3 separate regions of the Sus scrofa genome follow, and all the other regions are linked to region 1. Evidence: chromatin contacts called from public Hi-C and promoter capture Hi-C data. All regions are on one chromosome and are shown on one strand. Each heading gives the region's core, a stretch centred on a gene start, on an enhancer-like site or on the middle of the called end of the contact. The rest is flanking DNA. Distances are from core to core; before and after follow the strand shown.

What was found. Promoter capture Hi-C pulls out the DNA fragments that hold promoters and counts their contacts. Hi-C and Micro-C count contacts between places; a contact is called where the count stands out from the background.
Region 2: a promoter capture Hi-C map of liver shows a contact between it and region 1, with 9 times the contacts expected there. The contact joins the enhancer-like site here to the promoter of DUSP1 in region 1. A contact is called at or near these places in 3 of 5 promoter capture datasets (fetal skeletal muscle and liver), 11 of 47 Hi-C or Micro-C datasets (embryonic fibroblasts, fibroblasts, liver and 3 more) and 2 of 2 datasets of contacts at active chromatin or transcription factors (alveolar macrophages and skeletal muscle).
Region 3: a Hi-C map of liver shows a contact between it and region 1, with 1.9 times the contacts expected there. The contact joins the enhancer-like site here to the promoter of DUSP1 in region 1. A contact is called at or near these places in 3 of 5 promoter capture datasets (fetal skeletal muscle, liver and skeletal muscle), 12 of 47 Hi-C or Micro-C datasets (adipose tissue, embryonic fibroblasts, fetal liver and 5 more) and 2 of 2 datasets of contacts at active chromatin or transcription factors (alveolar macrophages and skeletal muscle).

Annotation. Positions count from the first base shown.
Region 1 is chr16:51,456,234-51,461,286 of Sscrofa11.1, reverse strand. DUSP1 (dual specificity phosphatase 1) reads right to left here and starts at 3,025. Exons shown (of 5, transcript NM_001256075.1): 1 at 2,659-3,025; 2 at 2,237-2,382; 3 at 1,676-1,895; 4 at 937-1,242; 5 at 873-934. The coding sequence starts at 3,025. The coding sequence ends at 873. It overlaps LOC102166710 (a long non-coding RNA gene), which reads left to right and starts at 3,405. Exons shown (of 5, transcript XR_001304774.2): 1 at 3,405-3,935.
Region 2 is chr16:51,336,392-51,341,444 of Sscrofa11.1, reverse strand. It overlaps ERGIC1 (endoplasmic reticulum-Golgi intermediate compartment protein 1), which reads left to right. Exons shown (of 10, transcript XM_003134052.6): 3 at 697-769. Among named protein-coding and RNA genes, the nearest start is that of RPL26L1, 62 kb to the right of the region's middle. Within about 2 kb of position 1,959, at least 29 of the 83 cell types and tissues checked have an H3K27ac peak or open chromatin away from gene starts, as enhancers often do. A contact at or near this core is called in embryonic fibroblasts, liver and retroperitoneal adipose tissue, where this site is marked.
Region 3 is chr16:51,383,237-51,388,289 of Sscrofa11.1, reverse strand. The region is part of intron 1 of ERGIC1 (endoplasmic reticulum-Golgi intermediate compartment protein 1); the gene reads left to right. Among named protein-coding and RNA genes, the nearest start is that of ERGIC1, 18 kb to the left of the region's middle. Within about 2 kb of position 2,134, at least 17 of the 83 cell types and tissues checked have an H3K27ac peak or open chromatin away from gene starts, as enhancers often do. A contact at or near this core is called in fetal liver and liver, where this site is marked.

The DNA of each region.
Region 1 (5,053 bases), core at 1,776-4,275:
GGCACCTGTTTTTTTAATGACAGATCCACACTTCTCCACCTCCCTGGCAACCCAGTCGTCTTGTGAGACTGAAGGAGCATCAGAGGAGCAAGGGATCAGATGCCCGCACACCTTCTAGAGGCCCTGGTTCTCCCCTATTTCAGTGCTGGGGGAGGGATCGGTGGGGCTGCCCAACAAATAAAGCATTGAGATTTCCATAGAAATGCCATAATTTATTCTGCGGTATAAAAAGTCATCCTTATGTAACAAAATGTCTTCGTAGAAGAAGAAATATATTATTTCGGGTCATAAATAATCAGCAAACATACAACTGTTGGCAACTTAAAAAACAAACAAACCCAACACTGCTGCTTTCCATCAGTGCTGAAAACAAACCTGCTCAGGATCTATTTACAAGAGGTTACAGTACTCAAACACAAAAATTGAGGTATATGGTTCTTCTAGGAGTAGACGCTGACAACTGTGAAGGCGGATCACCGACACAAAAATAAATAAAATCAAGTCCAGTCTCATACGTATGTGTCATTGGGAATGGTAACACTGGTAGGTATGTCAAGCATGAAGTTTCTTCAGGAAACAGGGCCCAGCAGAAAAAAATCGGCTCGCACACCGAGTCCTCTCTCTTCTGCCCCTTTTGTCAGAGACTTGATGCACCCACGCACGGCATGTTGGTCCCCAATGTGCTGAGTTCAGCAGACGGTCTTGGCGCCAAGTCATCCCCAGGACCGCCCAGGAACCCAGTGGAATTCGGATGAAATTAAATAAGGAAGGACCAGCCCTCGCGAGCCCCCTTCCTTGGAGTTATTGCATGTCTCCTTGCAAGAAGGAGCCTGGAGTCCCGGTGGGTTGTGAAGATCACCTCCCGTGGCCTTTCAGCAGCTGGGAGAGGTCGTGATGGGGCTCTGAAGGTAGCTCAACGCACTGTTCGTGGGGTGACGGGGATGGAGACGGGGAAGTTGAAGACGGTGGTGGTGGAGGCGCCTCGGTCCAGCACGGCCATGGCCGGGCTCCCAGCCTCCGCCGAGCAGTGCGGGGCCAGGACCTGGGACTCAAACTGCAGCAGCTGGCCCATGAAGCTGAAGTTGGGGGAGATGATGCTCCTCCTCTGCTTCACAAACTCAAAGGCCTCGTCCAGCTTGACTCGGTTAGTCCTCATGAGGTAAGCGAGGCAGATGGTGGCCGATCGGGAAATGCCCGCCTGGCAGTGGACAAACACCCTTCCGCCGGCATTCTTGATGGAATCTGGAAAACAAAGGGCAGCGGGTTACTTGAGAGCCCAGGAGAACAACCCCAACCCCAGGGAGAGGGTGTCTAAGAGATGCTGTGTGTGTCCTGTCCAGAGGTGGTCACTATCACCTCATGCCATCACATGGGCCCTGTTCCTGGAGGCGGATGGGGGCACTGCGCAAGAGGAACAGGGCATGTAAACCCAGACCAGGGCATGTGAGCAGACCCATGTGGGACAAATTAAGTCAACATTCTGAGATTCGGTTTGCTAACCTGTAAAGTGGGACATCAAATCTATGCTTCATAGGGATGCCACCCACACCTGACTGAGAGTAATGTCTACAGCTTAAAAGAATGTCCCTCAAGTTCTTGCTGTAGAGTTTAGGCTCGGTGGCTCAAACTAAAACAGGGAGGCACAGGTCCCAGGCATCTTGTTCCACTTATTTACCGATGAAATCGATTGCCTCATTGAACCAGGAGCTGATGTCCGCCTTGTGGTTGTCCTCAACGGGGATGCTCTTGTACTGGTAGTGACCCTCAAAATGGTTGGGACAGTTGGCCGAGACGTTGATCAAGGCAGTGATACCCAAGGCATCCAGCATGTCCTTGCGAGAAGCATGGTAGGCACTCCCCAGGTAGAGAAAGGGTAGGATCTCCACTGGGCCACCCTGAAATCCAGAAACATCCAACACTTGTCAAGCCTTGTTCAATGGCAATGCTCATGCCCACACCCACAAAAACTCCCTGAACAAGTCAGTTTCAATACTGGGTGACCTTCGCAGCATCTTGCTGGTATAGAAAATAGGGGACTAAGCCCAGTTGCTTGGGCAGGGCCAACAAAGTTCACTTCTGTAGTGCCAACAATTAGAGACTCAGCTCCATCATACCACTTAACCACGGGATAAATATCCCCGTGTCCCCCGTTATAAATAAAGCTGCATGTCACTTTCTATATTCTCCTACATTTACCAGCTGTTCCTTCTCCCCTCTGGTAAGGCCCCCTACTAACCTGATCGTAGAGTGGAGTGCTGCAAGAACTGCACCCTGATTCGGTGCTGTCAGGGACGCTAGTACTCAGGGGAAGGCTGAGCCCCATGGGGGTCGACTGTTTGCTGCAGAGCTCCGGGCAGGAAACAGAAAAAGCTTCATATCCTCCTGGGAATACAAAGAGACATTTTTTTTCCCATTAGTACCGCCGACACAGGGCACCCTTCAAACAACTCCGCTATCCAACGGGACTGGAAGTTTACCCCGGAGAGGCCCAGGCGAGTCTTTGTTCACAGACCAAACAAAGCCAACAAGTCCCCAGAATGCGGATCGAGCGCCCAGGCGCTCCAGGTGGGGCAGTCCCCTAGATGCTGAGAGCCGGGGGTCCCCGGGCTAGGCGACAGGGGGCGTGCGGCCCGCCCCTGAGCGTCCCCGAGGGCGTACCTTTGAGCAAGAAGATTTGCGCGCCGCGCGCCTCGCGGCAGAGCGCTCCGGCGGCCAGAGCCAGGGTGCCGTCGCGTTTGGCGCACTCCAAGGCAGCGCTGCGCTCGTCCAGCAGCACCACGGCGTGGTAGGCGCCGGCCAGCAGGCGGCCGCGCAGCTCCGCGTTGGGCACGATGTGCTCCAGGCCCATGGCGCCCTTGGCCCGGCGCCGCACGATGGTACTGAAGCGCACGTTGACGGAGCCGGCGATGTGGCCGGCGTTGAAAGCGAAGAAGGAGCGACAGTCCAACAGCAGACACTGCGCCGCGCGCTCCCGCAGCAGCGTCCTCAGGCCTCCGGCGTCCAGGGATCCCACTTCCATGACCATGGCCGGCCCCAGCGCCCCCAGCGTGAAGTCTTCTTGTGCTCTTTGTCCTCGGAAGCCAAGGGGAGGGCGACGGCTTTCGAGGAAAAGCCTGACCCTCGTTTTCTTTAAGCCAAACTCCAAACTGCCTCTGGGCTGAGCGAAGGGTCTTCGTGCGGGTCTCTCGACCGCCTCGGGTTCCTTACTGCTCCCCTGCCTGCCCCTCCAACCCGCGTAGAACCTACAACCCCAACGTCCTTCACGGCGAGTCAGACCCGCGGGAAGCGCGCTTATATGTGGCCTCTCGGCGGGCGGGGCGGGGAGGGGCGCGCGGAGGCGCGCGCGCGCGCGCGCGCGCAAGGGGAGGGGGTTGTTTGTTTGAATGACGGTCACGTGACCGGTGTGGTGACGTCACCCGCCCTGCCGGGCTTGGCGCCGGCCGAGCCAAAGGGGAAGACGTCATCGGCCTCTGAGTGGGGTCCGCTGGCTGCGCTCTGGCTCGGGTCCCATCCCCCGCCGGGCCGTCCGGCCTGCGCCTGGCGCGTCCCCGGGGAGCTGGCCCGAGCTACTCTCCGGGACCGGCAGGGAGGAGAGAGGAAGGGCGCGCGAGCAGCTGAAGGCTGACCTCGGTGTTGAGAGCGGCTGGGAGATCAGGCCGCATGCCACCGGCCTCCGCCTCCCTTCCCCCCGCCCTGTGCCCCTTCCCCGCGCCCCCTCCGCCGCAGAGCAGAACGGAAAGGGGTTTCCTGCGTTTTTGCAGAGATGTGGGCCCCTTTCTCTCATTTCCTCATCCCCAACAGGCGAGGAAACAGGTTCTCAAGGAGAGGCTATTTACTTGCCCAGCATCACGCTGCTGGGGGTCGAGGGACAGAGAGGAGCCTGAAATGAAGGTTGGAGGAAAATTAACGAGTTTGTCCAGCCAAGAACAACCGGGGTGAGTTGGGGTGGAGGTGTTCAGGGAAATATTTTCCTACTCCCCAGACTACTCTCCTGTTACTTAAAAATAAAATGTACATTTAACAAGTAAAATGCCTTCCAGTCAAACCCAAGAGGAAAAAGGTCTTTCTCAGTCATGTGCTTGCCCAGACCATTGTGAACTAAGAAAGGTTAGAAGATTTCAGAGGGCTGAAATCCTGGTCGGGGGGGTCGTAAAGTCAGGTCGAGGACTGCGGGGTTCCGTGTTAAGGGAGGCGGACCCCCCCCCCAGCGCGGCTCGACAGCGCCCTCCCGAGGCCGCCAGACATGTTTTGGGTCACGTTTACTTAAAGACAGTTGTAGCCACTCCATCTCTTTATTCCCCAAATGTGCACTGATTGAGCACCTAACTCTGCCCTGGGCTGGGAGCCTCCAGCTGGGAACAGGAGTCAGGAACAGGAGCCGGGCCCAGCCCCCACGCCCTGGTTCTCGCCACTAATATGGGCTTAACTCGAAATCCCCATCCTGGGTGCTCTAAGAGGATTACCAGGACCTGGACGCGCATTTGGGGAGACCCGCATGCGGTTACCCTCGTCCTGGGCTACCGAGTGACAACCCCCACCCCCCACCTCAGGCGGCAGAGCCTCCTTCGGGCGGCACCGATGTGCTAGGTACACAAACATAAACATTGCGCCACCGGGCTGGATTGCCTGGTCAGGAACATTCTGTGGTTTCCTACCCCTCCTCCCGGGGAGGTGGGGGCGGGGATTTCACGGCCACCCTATGTCGTTGATCGCGGATTGTATCACCGGGGGAAACTTCTGCATTTGTCTCGCTTAGCTTGTGTTCTCACAGGCTCAAGCTTTCTGTCTACATTTTAGAAAAGTAAGGGCTTTTTTTTTTTTTTTTTTAAAGGGCGTTTTCTACCTTCAAATGAACATTGGCTGAGGACAGCAAAAAGGTCCTCAGATAAGGTCAACACCCTCCTTGTATCTTTTTTTAAAAACGAAAAAAAAAATATTTGTTTGTACTACTTATTCAGCTGAGGAACTCATATTTCATGCATTGAATCATAAAATGTTACAGCCTCTGACTTTTCCCAGCATACCAACTTGACCTGCCCCAATTTTGGCTTTT
Region 2 (5,053 bases), core at 710-3,209, 120 kb after region 1:
GAGAAGAATGTGTGCCCTGACCTGACCCATGGGAAGGGGACAGGTACATCGCCTGCGTTAGGGACAAATAGGGAGGGTCTTTTCTTCTTTGCACGGCGCTCTTTGAGCACCCGCGCCCTTCTGCAGAAGGAAAGAGCCGTGTCGAGATCTCCCCGTGTTCATGTGTCTCATTTTCCGACACTGACGATCTGAGCCATGTCCCCAACACTAGGCCGTAGCTGCAGCAATGCCAGATCCTTAACCCACTGTGCCAGGCTGGGGATCAAACCTGCATCCCAGGGCTCCCAAGACTCTGCCCATCCCATTGCACCACAGCGGGAACTTCCAGATTTTAAAATATGTGTCACTCGAGCCAAACAGAATACATCTGTGGGCCACCGATGTGCAGCCCTTGGTTTTTGACTGATGTCTGCATTAAAATGCCCTTGTGGAAGGAAGTCGGACTGGCCCCTTGCGGGGTCTGCCTGTGTGGGGGTCACTGTACATGGGTGGGTCGGAGGGAGGTCAGATCCATTCCCAAGGTGGTTGACTTTTATGGGAGTGGGGAAGCTTCCTATCAAGGCCAAGAATAAGGGGCTTTGCAGGGTCTGGGCCTCTGTCCCCTTCCCTGTAAGCAGCTTTCCTTGGGGGGGGGGGGGCTCCCTCCTCCATCAGTGCCCCCCCCCCTTAACTGTGCGTCTGCCTTCTTTCTTCCAGTCTCCATCTGCTGCTGCCTCTTCATCTTCTTCCTCTTCCTCTCAGAGCTTACCGGATTCATAACAACAGAAATGTAAGTCACATCCCCCCCACCCCCCTCCCCAAGGGGCGTTCCAGAACTTTCGGTGGGGGAGGGGGACTGGCAGATGAGAAGGGGAAAGGGGCTTTACAAGGGAGAGACACCTCTAAACCTTCCATCTGGCGTTTCCAAGCCTGTGGCATCAGCCACTCCTCTGTTTCTTAAAAGGGTTTTAAAGCCGAGAGCCAAACCCAAGGTTGCTTTGTTAAAGCTGAAGAGAAAACGCTGGTTCCCTTCTGGGGTCGAGGAAGCTCCTGTTTGCCGTCCCTGTGTTTGGCCAGTGGGCTTTTTTCCCTCTGAGTCATCCCAGGCTCGTTTGATGTTCGAGCTGGAAGAATTCAGAGAAGGAAGACAGGCAGCTCTCCACCCGAGAGGGGGTGAGGTTCTGACATCAGAGCCGGGCCCCCACCACCAAGCCCCCTTCCCTGTCCCCAGGCCCACACTGGGTGAGGAATCAGTGCGGGCTTCCTGGCAGCGACTGACGCATGGTGAATCCATCCCCGATTCCTAGAATCAGCCGTTGTTCAGATAACCTAGTAAATGCTCGGGGCCTGTGTAACCCCGAATGCCTTTGGAATTATTCAGTTACGGCCTCATCGGATGCCCCTCTGAGATGAATTAAACCCAGAAGCTTCCTGCCTTCACCTCTGGCTTCCAAGCCTCTTCATTTCCATGTTTACAACCCAGAAAGCCCTCAGGGGCCTCTGGCTGCCCACTCCCCTGTCCAGCACTGGAATTTTCTTTTTCACTTACGGAATTTCTTGGTTTCCTTTGCCTCCCTCTCAGCCATCAGACGATAGGACCCTGAAGACAGAGCTGAGCGCCCAAGAGGGTCTCTGTTGCCCTATAACCACGACCCGCTTTAACCCCTCGGCTGGTCCTGGGAGGTTGTCGCCCCCTCTTTAGAGATGAGGAAACTGAGGCTCAGAGGGGTGAAGGGACCTGGCCCTGACCTGCTCCCACAGGAGAATCAGTCTGGGCCCCTCCACCCCTACCCCAGCTCTTTTCTGAACAGCACCCTGCCCTCCTTTGGTTGGGGGGGGGGGGTCAGGAGGGGGTGGATTTGTCTTCTCTGTTCCTCGGAGCGGGTTTTTAACCCTGATGGCACCCGTGCCCCAAGACGCCCTATGGAGTGGTGGAAGGAGGACTGGACAAGGCCTTGGGAAACCCAGGGCCAGGGCTCTGCTCAGTTACCACCTGCTCTGTGACCCTGGGCAGGTTGCCAAACCTCTCTGGGGCCCAGTATTGCTGGCCAAACAGGGGAGGGTGCGCCAGAGATAAGGCTCCTTTCCACATCTGGGGAGGCTTGTCGGCTTCCCAAGACACGACTCCTTGACCAGGCAGGGGTCAGAGAAGGATTTTGTTTCCCTGGGAATTGACTCTGTCTTGGAATTGACTCTGTCCCGGTCAAGTGTCTTCCTGTCTTTGCACATTTGGGCCACTGGACCTCTCAGGGGTCATCCCATTGTGATTTGGAGGTGAAAGCAGAGAGAGCAGCCAGAGATTGAGGCCTGCTTGTGCCAGGCACCTGCTGTATGCCACACCCCGTTCCTGGGAAAGGGGGCTGCAGTGCAGGCCTCCCATGTTCTGAGCAAGGTGACAGGGGGTACCCATGTGACAGCAACAAGGAGGGAGCCCTGACTGTGTCTCAGGTACCAGGTGCAAGGCTTTATATATCTCAGGCAGTGACATTAGCAAGTGCAAAGGTCCTGAGGCAGGAATTACCTGGTCTATGGGAAGAGCAGATAGAGAGCTGGTGTGTCTAAAGCAGAGCGAGCAGGCAGAGAAGAATCTGGAGACCGTGCAGGAGGTGGACCAAGTCAGGCTGGGCCCTGTACACTGCCCTGTATTGATGGGAATCAGCCTTGGTCCTGAGCCCCCAAAAGTCAGGGGCCAGGTCTGCCTGTTCACCGCCTGTGGCTCCCTGCTTAGAGAAAATGCAGGTGGGGGACACAGATCATCAACATTGAATAAAAAGGAATGTATCAGTTAGGGATAAAGGCTCTGAAGAGAAAACAAAGCAGGATCGGAGATGGGGAAGGTGTGTCCTATTTCATAAGGCTTTATTTCACAAGGTGATTTACCTGAAATGTACTTAACGTAGTGCCTGATAGACTGAAAATTTCTTTTGTTAGAGTTGAGTTGATGTGCGGTGTGTATCAATTTATGCTGTACAGCATCGCGACCCCGCCATACACTTAGATATATACACACACGTATATGGATGTCCACACTTTCTCCCATAGCATCTTCCGTCCTGTTCTACCCCGAGATCGGACGCAGCTCCCTGTGCTGGGCAGTAGGGACCCCGTTGCTCATCCATATCCTTTCAGGCATTTATTCATTTCACACCTCGTCCCCATCTCACAGGAGAAAGGCGCGGAGGCCGCTCAGCCCCTGGCATGTCATGAGGTCCCTGTGAATGTTCATTTCCTTGTCCCTGCCCTCGAGTTAAGAAGGGGCCTCCCCTGTGTCCTGCCACCATTCGGAGGGGCAGTATGTTCAGCCGAGGTCAGCTGAACACACTGAGGTGCTGAGGCAGCGCCCCAAGAGCTACGTTTTGATGTCACAGCTGGTGACTGCAGCCGCCCTGTGCAGGGCCCTTGAGCAAGCTCATTCCACGGACCAGGGCAGGGCTGCCCCTTTCCCAGGAGCACAGTGTGTGCCCGCTGCCCCGCCTGCTCCCCTCCTCCAGGACTTCCTCTTCCTGGCTCTTGGGGGCATTCTGGACAGTCTGGTCCCACCACATCCCTGGAGAGGAAGAAAGATGAGGGGCCTTTCATTGAGCGTTTGCCTTGTGTCCGGCCCCCGGCACTGACAGCGCAGGGGAGAGGGGGTGAAAAGAGACACCTGTCTGGGCCGCAGGCTCCATCCGTGATGCTACCGGGACCCTGATGCCTTCTTGGTCTCCACGGCCTCTTGAGCAAGATGCAGGGGTTGCCAAAGGCAGTCCTCGGGGGTGAGGACTCCGCAGAACAATCCAGGCAGAAAAGGTTGTGCCTGGGAGTTTGGTCCTCAACCAGAAGCTTCTCTGACCCTTGGGAAGCCCTGCTGATCCCGGAAGGACTGCGGGTCACAATTCTTTTCCTTTTCTGGGTGGCTGGCCCTCCCTGGCAGTTTTGTGACCACAGTGGGTCACGGCCCCCCACCCCCCCAACCCGCCATGAGATTGTAACCCAAGGAAATGAGGTCACTGCTGGTTGGATCAACATCTCTCCAGCCCTGGCCTGTGGTTATCAGTGACCTAAGAGGCTATTCTGGCCTGGCCGGGCGGGCAAGGGAGGCCTGTTTGTTTGGGTGGTTGGACTTCAACCTGGCTGTTGACTATCCTTGGGAAAGTGGCCCCGCAGGCTGCCCTGATGCTCCACGTTTCCAGGGGAGTGGCACCTCCCTCCTCAGAGAATGTGGCCGCAGAACATTCCAGCCTTTGACTGCCCAGTCTCTGTCTGCTCTTAATTATTAACCTGATGAGGATTTATAAGAAGATGTAGTCGCTAGAACTCTCCGTTGATAATTTATAGCTTAATACAGCTCATCGTACTTTTCAGTTATGGTTTATAAGAGGCGACCCTGTGCCTACCACCTACGTTCGCACTTTACAATCCTCGTCTCATTTTATGGTCACAAAACCCCTTGCACCAAGGCCTGCTGTTAGCATTAGTCTCACTCGACAGCTGGGGAAATGGAGGCACCAGGAGGCTAAAACCACGATGAGGTTATTAGTGAGAGTCAAACCCAGTCCTGTGATGCCAAAGCCTAGACTCGGTACCCAGGCCTCTGCATCCCACCCTTTTCTTTCTTCTTTTCTTTTTTTTTTTTGGTGGAGGGGGACGCGCCCATGTCATATGGAAGTTCCCAGGCTATGGGTCAAATCGGAGCTGTAGCTGCCGGCCTACACCACAGCCATAGCAACACAGGATCTGAGCCACATCTGCAACCTACACCACAGCTCACAGCAACGCCGGATCCTTAACCCACTGAGCCAGGCCGGGGATTAGACTTGTGTCCTCATGGATGCTAGTCAGATTCGTTTCCACTGAGCCACACCGTGAACTCCCCACCCTTTTCTACCCAGAGCACTTTGAAGCCCAGGGACATGGGAGCTGCTGCCTTTTGTTCAGAAGACCTGAAGGCCTGGATACACCCTTCCTGGGGGAGGTGGCCAAGCAGACAGGAAGCCATTGGCCACCGAGTTGGAACTTGGACATCACCTTGAACTGTGTCCTCACATCTCTGGTAGCTGGCCCAGAGTGGGGAGGCCAGTAGCTTGGCCAGGAG
Region 3 (5,053 bases), core at 885-3,384, 72 kb after region 1:
AGCCCTGGGAACCTCCATATGCCTCAGGTGTGGTCCTAAAAAGCAAAAAAAAAAAAAAAAGGAAACATTTAGTGAACATCTCTTGAGCATCAGATACAGTGCTACACACTGTAAAGCTATTATGTTATTGAGTGTTCGCAACAAACCCAGGAAGCGGGGGCTTTTACTCCCCCCATTTCACAGGTGAGGTAACTGAGGTGGAGTGATTTGTCCCAGTGTCGGCATGTGTTCAGGTTCAGGGCTGATTAGTATCTGTAAACCAGGGCCAGGGAGGGCCTGGAGCTGGAGGGAGTCCCTTCGCTTTGGGGCTGGGGGAGCTGAGGTGTTGAGAGCCGAGGGCCCCACCCAGATTCACCCAGCAAGCCAGGTGGCTGGGCCGGTTCCGCTCTCAGACCTGCCCGGCTTTCCCCAGCTCGGCTTCGGTTGGCCGAGCTTCGAAACTGGGGCACTGGCAAAGCCGGGTGCTTTGTCAAAGCTGAGTTCACCCTGAGTCAAAGGAGGCATGAGAGGGTTCACCCACCCACCTCCTCCCTGCCCGGCCCCACCCGCCCCTCCTGGGGGGCCACACAGACGCGTCACCCTCCTTGGCCCTCCGCCTGCCCCATACTCACCGGAGCGTGAAGAGTCAGCCACCCGGGACTCGGCTTGTTCTAGAGCCACTGTTGGGAGGTGCCAGGCAGACCTGGGACAGCTGGGCTTCGGAGCCTCGGGCACCTGGATCCCAACCCCGATGCTTCCACCCACTCACTGTGTGTCCTTGGGCAGCTCGCTTTACCCCTCTGAGCCTACTTTCTGCTTACAAATGGGGACATGAACCCTGACCCCACAGGATTACTGCTCGGAGTGGAGAGAGCATCCCACAGCTCATGGTAGGTCCTAACTCAGTGACGTGGCCCCTCCACTTCCTTCCCGCATTTATGACACTTCCTGACACACTTGATCTAAAGCAGGGATGAGGAGTTCCTGTTGTGCCACAGTGGAAATGAATCCAGCTAGTATCCATGAGGACTTGGGTTCGATCACTGACCTCTCTCAGTGGGTTAAGGATCTGGCGTTGCTGTGAGCTGTGGTGTAGGTCACAGATGGGACTTGGATCCCACGTGGCTGAGGCTGTGGCGCAGGCTGGCGGCTTTAGCTCCAATTCCACCCCTAGCCTAGGAACCAGGTGCCGTCATAAAAAGCAAAAAAAAAAAAAAAAAAAAAAAAAGCCACTCCATACGGAGGAGTAGCGATAAGAGTGAGACTCAGAAATGGTTTTTAATTTTTCAGAACGCTAGTGTGGTCTGCTCAGGTGCTTTATGTCGGGGGTTAGCCTGCAGGCCAGTGTCATCAAACCCAGAGCACCTCCTCAGAGGGTCTTTCTACAGCTTCCTGTCGACAGTGGACCCCCAGGGACCTAGACAGAGAGGTTTCCCTTTGGAAAGAACCCGTCACCTTTGAGAGACAGTAGAAACCAGAGTTTCCAGCTTGCTCTCCGAGCCTCCCATCAGCCTGTCAGTGCCTTGCTCTGCCTTGGTCACGGCTGGGTCCTCAGGGCCCAGGACGGTGATGGGCACGCAGAAAAAACTGTGTCAAATAGTGAGCAAGCCGTCTCCCTGGGGTTGAGCTACCTGCAGAGCTGACTTGCTGGCCCCTTACCCACGCCATCAGCGGGGATGGCGATGGTCCCTTGCTCCCAGGGGACAGTAGAACTTCCCTGAGCTAACCTGGCTAAATCGCTCAGCACGGCAGCCACCGTGCTTAAGTGCCCCGTATACGTGGCTCTGATGTTTGTTTAGTTTGCTCCATTATTTCTGTGCTTGGACCGTGATATGGGCTACAAGTTGGGACTCTGGCCCTGCAGGCGGTGGCGTTACAGCTGTCATTTTGTAATTCATTTTGGGATCCACATGAGCATGCTGGCAGGAACCCCCCAGAGGAGAGGGGCACGTGGGCTTGGCCAAGGGTGAGGCCCCCAAGGGAGAGCCACTTGCTTGTGTGTATATGTGTGTATAAGTGTGTGTGTCATTATGCATGTGTGTGTTGGCTGACGGCCCACGAGGTGGCCGTCAGTGCCCCAGCCGGCGTCACTCCCCAGCAAGGTGACGTGGGACGTGGACTGGGTGTCCACCCTCTCACATGCCAAACCAGTTTGCCCTGTGCTGTTGCCTGAAAGATCTCGCACAGAAGACACGATAGGTAGAAATGGGCCCTGGGCCTTGCAGGCTCTGTGACGTGTGAGCGGCTCGTGGGTCTGCTGCTGCCCCAGGTGTGAGCAGCTGGAAGAGTCATGGCCGCAGCCCCCACGGCAGGGCACAGGAGCCTTCAGAGTCCCTTTCTAGCCCCAGGCACTCTAGAAGTGAAAGTGGAAGGGCTGATCAGGCTGCCGCAGAGCGTCTTCCTCAGTGGAACCTTCTGCCAGGTAGCTCCTGGCTGTTTGGAGAATGCACCACCCAGCATTTCCCTTGCTTGACTGCCCACAGCAGTTCTCTGGGAAAGGAGTCGCCTCTGTGAAAGGGGCGACTCCTTTCCCAGATGGGAAAATCGAGGCCCAGGGAGTCACCATCTGCCCAGCCAGCTGGGGGCAATTTGCTGGTTCAAATGCAGATTCCCATGGCCCCACCGAGAGATTGTGATGTGGGGAATCGGGGCCCCAGGCTCTGTATTTATTTATTTTATTTTATTTTTAATTTTTTTGCTTTTTAGGCCCGCACCCGTGGCATATGGAGGTTCCCAGGCTAGGGGTCCAATTGGAGCTGTAGCCGCCAGCCTACACCACAGCCACAGCCACGCCAGATCGAGCTGAGTCTGCAACCTACACCACAGCTCATGGCAATGCGGGATCCTGGATCCACTGAGTGGGGCCAGGGATCAAACCTGCGTCCTCATGGATGCTAATCAGATTCGCTAACTGAAAATCACTGACAGCCTCACAGGAGACTCGGAGACCAAGCTTGAAATCAAGCCACAACGGGAAATCCTGGGCTCCGTATTGCGAGCAGCCTCTCTGGGGCATTGTAATGATCCGGACAGGGGGAGACCTGAGCAGGGACCCTGGCTTGTGCCTGGCCCTGTTGTTTGCTCAGCTGGCCCAGTGACTCCCTTCCTCGGCTTCCTCAGTTTCCTCTGCTGTGAGTGGAGCGAGTAAGTGGTGCCCACCCAGCTCAGACGGTGGTTGTGAAAATTCCCTAACATTCTTAGGGTTCAGGGAATATGGATTTGTTGCAATGATTCCACATAGGATTTGTTACAACAGCAATTTAAGAAATAAAAAAAAAGGTATCTGTGTGTGGAATTGACAGCAGCATCTTCTTTGATGTGGGAGTCTCAGGATGCTGGGATCAAGGCACTTGGCCCCTATTTTAGAGATGAAATGACGGAGGGGGCAGATTGGACTTTGGAACTCCTGTGGGGGCAGGGCGGGCATGGGGGTGACTGCCCTGGGTGGGAACTGCAAAGGGCTGGGGTGTGAGAGGTCACGGCACCCCCTCCCCTCAAGTGGCATTGCTCAGAACACCAGGAAACACTTCCAGGTAGGGATGGTGACACTGATTTCCAGGAGGACAGTTGGGGCCAGAGAGGAAGCACCCAGTTGCCTCCCCGACCTGGTCTGGATCCAGGGATCGTGGCTTCCTATGACCCCCTCACATCTCTGCATGCGACTTGGCTGGGCCAGAGGTTCCACCCAGAGCTTGTTGGCTAGATGGTCTCAGTCTAGCCGGTGCTCTGCTTGCTCATGCGCTCACTCGTTTATGTCACAGTTATCCATTGAGCACCTGCTGTGTGCCATGTGCTCTGCTGGTGCTGGGGTGTGAAGCTGACCACCACAGACATGGTACCTGGTTTCGTGGAGTTTCCATCCCAGCAGAGAAGAGGGACCTTAAAGGATCAAGAGTCGCTGGAGTTCCCGCTGTGGCACAATGGGATCAGCAGCATCACTGGAGCTCTGGGATGTGGGTTTGATCCTGGGCCCGGCACGGTGGGTTAAGGATCGGAATTGCTGCAGCTACCTTGTAGGTCACAACTATGGCTCTGATGTGATCCCTGGCCCGGGAACTCCATACGCTGTGGGGTGGCCAAAAAAGAAAAAAAAAAGAGGTGGGCAAGAAGGTCCAGGTGTCTTTGGGCACATTCTGATCTAACGTGGTGTGGGTTCTGGAGGGGTAGTGCCACCTCGAGGCCTTGTGATGAGCAGACCTGGGCAGATGCCAGGGCGAGGGCTGAGGCCCCTCCAGAGGCAGAGGTGGGCGTGAACTGTCAGCCCTGGCCCACTGGCTGGAGAAGGCATCGGGGCAGTGAGGGGTGACCCTCAGCACAGCAGGAGCAGCTCTGAGCGGGGAACTGGTGGGTTCTTGTGCTCTGGGCAACCTGCAATTCTGTGCTGCTGAGACGGACGTGGGTGCAACCCGGAGGGAGCCAGGCCAGCAGCCACTGGCTCTTGCGTTGTCCAGTCTCTCTGCCAAGAGGCTTCTTTGAGTCACATTTTCCACACAGACTTGATGTTTTGGAAATATTGACCTTCAACTAATGTCACTTATTAAATTGCAAGTCATATCCTATTCAATTCACAAAAAGGACAATGGACTGGTGGCTTAGTTCCCGGCTTGCTGGCAGGAGGGAACTTGACAGCACTTGAGGCCAAAGAAAGACAGGTGCCTTATCGGTGACCATCCCCGCCTTCCACCCCCAGTCCCTATGTCCCCAGGGGGGCGGGCAGTGTGTCTTTTCTGTAAGACTCTGAGGCCAGGCTGGAGAAGCTGTGGCAAGGCCGGAATGCCGAGTCCAGGCTGGGGGGCTTGAGCCTTGATCACGGGAAGCAAAGAAACCTTTTAGAAAGGTGAGGTCATTTCGTACAGGCTGGAGAGGAATTTCGGTGCCTCCTGGGCAACAGCACTTGGCTAGAGAAGGCTAGAGGCTGATGGTACACGAGCCAGGAGTGAACTGGGCGGCTGGGGGCTTCCTGGGGGAGGGACGGGAGTAAGAGTGGGGGTGGGGTCAGGGGACGGGTCAGCCTTCTAGCCCAGGAGCTCTGCACCTGATGGGATTGGGAGGCAGGGGAAGCGGCGTGAGAAAG